2 separate regions of the Sus scrofa genome follow, and region 1 is linked to region 2. The links are chromatin contacts, called in public Hi-C maps. All regions are on one chromosome and are shown on one strand. The core of a region is the stretch at or near the end of the contact, and the rest is flanking DNA. Distances in the headings are between cores, read along the strand shown.

The links. Hi-C and Micro-C count contacts between places; a contact is called where the count stands out from the background.
Region 1: a contact with region 2 is called in a Hi-C map of skeletal muscle, with 3 times the contacts expected there. The contact joins the promoter of TP53INP2 here to the promoter of MAP1LC3A in region 2. A contact is called at or near these places in 2 of 5 promoter capture datasets (fetal liver and liver), 5 of 47 Hi-C or Micro-C datasets (alveolar macrophages, embryonic fibroblasts, heart right ventricle and 2 more) and 2 of 2 datasets of contacts at active chromatin or transcription factors (alveolar macrophages and skeletal muscle).

What each region holds. Positions count from the first base shown.
Region 1 is chr17:38,102,902-38,105,601 of Sscrofa11.1, reverse strand. It overlaps TP53INP2 (tumor protein p53-inducible nuclear protein 2), which reads right to left and starts at 1,413. Exons shown (of 4, transcript XM_003359949.4): 1 at 1,171-1,413.
Region 2 is chr17:37,956,542-37,959,241 of Sscrofa11.1, reverse strand. It overlaps MAP1LC3A (microtubule associated protein 1 light chain 3 alpha), which reads right to left and starts at 1,412. Exons shown (of 4, transcript NM_001170827.1): 1 at 1,221-1,412; 2 at 842-897; 3 at 649-755; 4 at 1-341. The coding sequence starts at 1,260. The coding sequence ends at 179.

The DNA of each region.
Region 1 (2,700 bases), core at 164-2,663, 150 kb before region 2:
TTAGGAAGTCAGAGGCTTTCCTCCTGCCTCCTTTCCTCCTGGTCCCTCTCTGTGAACAGAGGGAGGGGCAACACAAGCCTTGTAATCATCAGCACTAGGCCAGGTCAGTCCTTCCTAGCTGACAACTCTGATGTTGGGAGGCAAAGAAGGGCCAAACAAAGGGAACTCTCACCTCTACCCCATCCCAACATCGGCCCTGGAGACAGCCTGATGCAGCCACTGACTCACCTTTCTGCAGTCAAAACAGATGGGAGGGAGTAATTTTACTGGGCTCTGGAACTCCAGGGTATAAAGTAAGGATCAGGGCTTCAAAAGGGGACCCAATCTCCTAGGAGCCCTATCAAATTTGGATGGCGCTTAGCCCAAGGTACAGTCCTCAGTGGAAGGAGAATGTGTAACTACTTGTAATAAGCTCATACTAAGTATGTGCCCAGGGCTAATGCATCTGCCACTCACTAGGCAGGCATGACTCTAATTGGCTGCAGGACCTAGAGTAAGCCACTTGCCCGCTCCTGGCCTCAGTTTTCCCTTCCGTGAAATGGGGTCTAAGACCCCTCCTTTCGGGAAGTGACGTGACCTCAGTTAAGGCGCTGCACACATTTCAGGGATTAGAAGGATGTAATTATGTTAGTCCAGGGGTGCAGAGCCTGGAGCCAGAGGGAGGGGATTCCACCACCATCTGGCGCTGCCTCAACGATCCGGCTGGAGCCAAAGCTTCAGGCGCCCCTGAACTCCTGACAACCCCCTCCCCCAATGTAGACCCAGTAACGCTGTTTGAACCTCTCTCAAGTCGCAAGGAGAAAGTAGAGGATCAGAGGCTTGAACGCAGCTCTTGGATTAATCCAGAAAACTGGAGGACCTTTTGGTCCCGCTGCCTTTCAGCGTCCCTCACCCGTGGGCCCAGTCCCGACTCAGCGCCCGACGGGTCACGGGAGGACAGGCGACCCGAGCCGGGAGGGGGTGGGGGGGCGGTCCCGGCCTTGGTGACGTCTCAATGTCATATGCAAATATGCAGACGTCAGAGTCTACCGGACGGGCGGCAGCCAATCCAGAGGCGGGAGTGCAGCCCCGGCGGCCGCCGGCGGAAAGAGACAAAGACCCGGGAGCTGGGGGAGCGGGGAGTGTTCTGGGGCCCCGGGAGCCCAGGGGCCAAAGCTGATCAGAACTCACCTGGGGCAGGGGCGGGGCGGCAGGCGGAGGTGGCGCTGAGGTAGTTGTGAGGCGGAGTGTCCTAGGGTCCGCGGCTGATCACAGGCCCCGCCGCATCGCGGGGGCTAGGCGGGGAGGCGGCGGGGGTACGGGTCGGACGTTCCGGGTTGCTGCGCTCGCCCGCTGGGCTTCGAGTCTGTGCAGCAGCTGCTGGGCTCACAGCACAAATTGGAGCGTTCAAACAGCTGATTGTGACGTCACAAAGGGGCCCGCCCGCCTCGCGTCAGCGACCGGCGAAGCGGCGGCCAATCCCAGGCTGCGGATCTCCCCTCCCCGCCTCCTCCTTGGTTCGCTGGCTAGTGGCTCCCTCCCGGGATCAAGACTCCGAGCCGGAGGCTGGGGGGTGGGGCGTTCGGAGACGCGACTGCTGGGCGCTTGGAGCCCCTGCTCCTGGGCGACCCCACAGACCTCTCAGTGAGGAGAATTACCACTCCTTCTACAGGATCCCCATCTTTCTGTACTCCCTCCGCATATCCCAGCGCCTTTGCCCCTCCTGTCCGTTCACCTGTATCCTCTATCCAAATCCCTCGGTCTGTACCCTTTTCTCAACTCCGCGCCACATCCGTGACCTTCCAGTCTCCTCCTCCCCGCCCTTCTCCCGGGCCTCCGTTTTCTGCCTCACCTTCTCACCCCTACGCATTATCTGCTCTGCCGCTCCATTTTTCCTCATCTGGACAGGCTTGAGAGGTGGGGCACATCTCCCTTCCCCGGTTCCAGGGGTGTACCCGGGAGTATAGGAGAGTTGGTTAGACTGACAGAATATTTTTCAGAGTAGGACTTGGAGAGGGATTGCTCTGGGCTGAATAAACACTGAGCTAGAGAGTGCTCAGCACTGGAACGTTTCCACATCTTGTTTAACCCACCTTGCTGCTGGGGCTGGACAGAAAAGTGACGGGACAGGGATTGATTATTAGCCTCGATTTACACGCGGGAAAACTGAGACTCAACAAATCTCATGCTTAGTATGTAGATTTATATTCAGCAATGCATTGAGCAAATATTGAGTACCTACTATTGCTGCTGCCAGACCGGTAGCTGATATTTATTGAACACTTACTGAGTGCGAGGCACTGTGCTATAGTGCTTTATATGTCTTTTGATCTTCACAACAACCCTGAAAGATGGGTGTTATGCCCCTCCCCATTTTCCAGCTGAAGAAACAGGCTCAGAGAGCCTAAGCGATTTCCCAAGGTCACAAAGCTACAGCAAATGGCAGAGCCAGAACTTGAACCCATAGTTCCAGGCCCCAAATCTCTCCACTCTCTATAGGCACCAGACTGTCTAAATCCCAGAATGCTTCAGCCTCCCCAGGGAGATCTAGGCACAGTCTTGACTTTCCCCAAACTTGCTGTGTGACCTCAAGCAAGTCATGTTACCTCTCTGGACCTCAATTTCATTATCTATCAAACTTAACATATCCAAGTTTCCTTTTAGAGGTTCCTTCAAATGCTCCACCCTCAGGATTCTGCCAATCCCATCCTCTAGGTCCCC
Region 2 (2,700 bases), core at 163-2,662:
GGGCCAGAATCCATCCAGGGGCAGAGTAGGGGTGATAGGTGCCCTCTGGCTGGGTGGCAGCATCCCTGTCCAACCCACCAGGGGCAGGGGCAGAGACAGCTTAGTTCCAGTGCCAGGAGCTCCCTGGGCAGAGCCTGACAGGGCCCCCGACTCCCAGCCAACACCCCCTACTGCTGGCTCAGAAGCCGAAGGTTTCCTGGGAGGCGTAGACCATGTAGAGGAAGCCATCCTCATCCTTCTCCTGCTCATAGATGTCCGCGATGGGCGTGGACACGCTCACCATGCTGTGCTGGTTCACCAGCAGGAAGAAGGCCTGCGTGGGGTTCAGCTGCAGGCGGCGCCTGAGGTGGGCGGGAGGGCAAGCCAAACGTGAGGGGCCTGGCCGCTGGGTGAGTGTAGCCCTCACCCCCTACCCACCCTGACTTTGATTCTCCCCCTCACACCCATCCCAGCCCCTTCTAGAAGCTCTCACCTCTGACAAGATACTGATCCCAGGCCTGACCTTGACCGTTCCCAACCTCCCCAGAAGAGGGCTTCGGCACCCCGTCCCATGTCCCACCCCCACCCCTTCCTTCTCAGAAGGACCCAGACCAATGCCTGATCCCAGCAGGACCCAAGTCCCCCTCCTGACAGCTGCTGCCAGCGCACCGGATGATCTTGACCAACTCGCTCATGTTGACATGGTCTGGGACCAGGAACTTGGTCTTGTCCAGGACTGGCAGCTGCTTCTCACCCTTGTAGCGCTCGATGATCACCTGGGAGTGAGGTGGGGCGGGGACGCGTGAGCGGGAGGCTGGACCTGGGGCCAGGGGACGGGGGCGGGGTATGCGGTAGGACTCACCGGGATCTTGCTAGGGTGCTGGTCGCGGATCTGCTGCACCTCCTTACGGCGGTCGGCTGCAGACAGCAGTCGGGGATGAGGCCAGCCGAGGTTCTCCTTGGGTTCCGCCCCACTAGTCCCCGAGGGGCGGCCCCCGACCCCGCCCCGCCCCCCGCCAAGCCCCAGGCGGGTGGAGGTAGGGCCAGGGCCGGGGCACAGCACTGGGATGGGAGGCGGAGGCCCGGGCCCAGGCCCTAGCCTGCTTCCCAGCCCAGGGGTCCAACCCGAGCTTGACGTCATGAAGCTGACGTCACCTGCGGCAGACAAGTAGATCTGCCAACACCCCCGACCCCCCCACGCCCCCACCCCTAGCGCTCGCAGATCGCCAGTCGGGCCTCACCGAAGCTCCGCCGCTGCTTGAAAGGCCGGTCTGAGGGCATCGCACAGGCCCGGCGGAGCGCGCAGGCCGGGGCTCCCGGTCGCGCGAGGCGGGGAGGTGGCTGTGGTTTGGGGGCTCCGGGGGCTCCGCGTCTCCCGCTCAAGGGCTCTGGGGCTCGCGCTGAGCCCAGCGGCGGCGGCTCGGGGAGGTAACTCGCCCGGGTGACGTCAGGTCATAACATTCCTTAAAGGGGAGGCCAGCGCGCCGTTCCCATTGGGCCGACGCAAAATCTGCCCGCCCGGGCCCGTGACATCACGGCGCAGGGAGCCTGCATTCCCGCCCCCACCCCCAACCCCACACTGCGAAGGAGGGGAGGCGCCCAGTGAGCGTCACAGTCCTGTGACGTCACGGCCTGTGCAGGGGCAGGCGAGGTGGGCTCCCCCAGGCCCAGGGTGAGGGGAGAATGGACGCCAGCAAGGCCAGGGAGCAGGCTGGCTGGTCTGGCGGTGGGGAGAGCTGGCCAGGCTGCGGCATAGCATCCTTCTGTTTCCACTGTAACCAAGGCGTCAGACAGCCCTCGCTCAGAGTCTTTTCTGTTCCAGGGACCGTATGAGGCATTGGGGATGACAACAGTGAACCAGAAGTCTTCATCCTGGAGCATATGGTTAGAGAAAGAAAAAGGTAGTGGTCATTGTGGGGGGTTGGGTGAGCATTAAAACATGAAGACAGCAAGACACTGAAAAGGAACCTAGAGGTTTTAGAAGGAATTTCTAGAATTGAAAAACAGCTACTGAAATTCAGGTCTCAGAAGGACGAGGCAAGCAAGCCCTGTTAGATATAGCAAAAAAGAAAATCACTGAAGTGGATGAGAGAGCAGAAGCAATTACCTGGAAAACAAACCATGTTTACATGGTATAAAATAAGTGACAGAAATGGCAAAGTGAGAATTCACAGGTCTAATTAGCATTCCAGAAGGAGAGAAAAGACCGTGAAGCTCTGGAGAAAAACTTCCAAAATTGATTAAAAACCAGGATCCTCATATAACATCCAGAACAGAATAAATAAAAACTCATCTAGACACTCTGTAGTGAATTTGCCCAACTCTAAGGAGAAGAAATTAGAAAAATGGTAAGCTACTAAGCTGGTAAAATGGGAAGTGGATCTAAACAAACACCTGCTGTGGAACAAGAATGGTGCTGATGAGTCTGGAGCATAGCACAGGAGCATGGCACATGTAGGACTGGGGAGGGGGGTCAGAGGTCAAGTGTTTTAAGAAGCTTGATTTATTGGAGAGGAAGAGGATAAAGCTAACTGATAATTACCTGGCTTTGTATAGTCAAGTATGTATTTCAAACACTTCAGAGGGATCACTCAAAGAATAGAAAGTATATGTCAATGCATAAAAGAGAAAAGTTTAGTAAAGGGTATTAAAAAAATGTAATAGATAGAAAAAGAGAAAAGGGAAAGCAAAGTGAAAAGAATGGTATATAAATGGTACAAA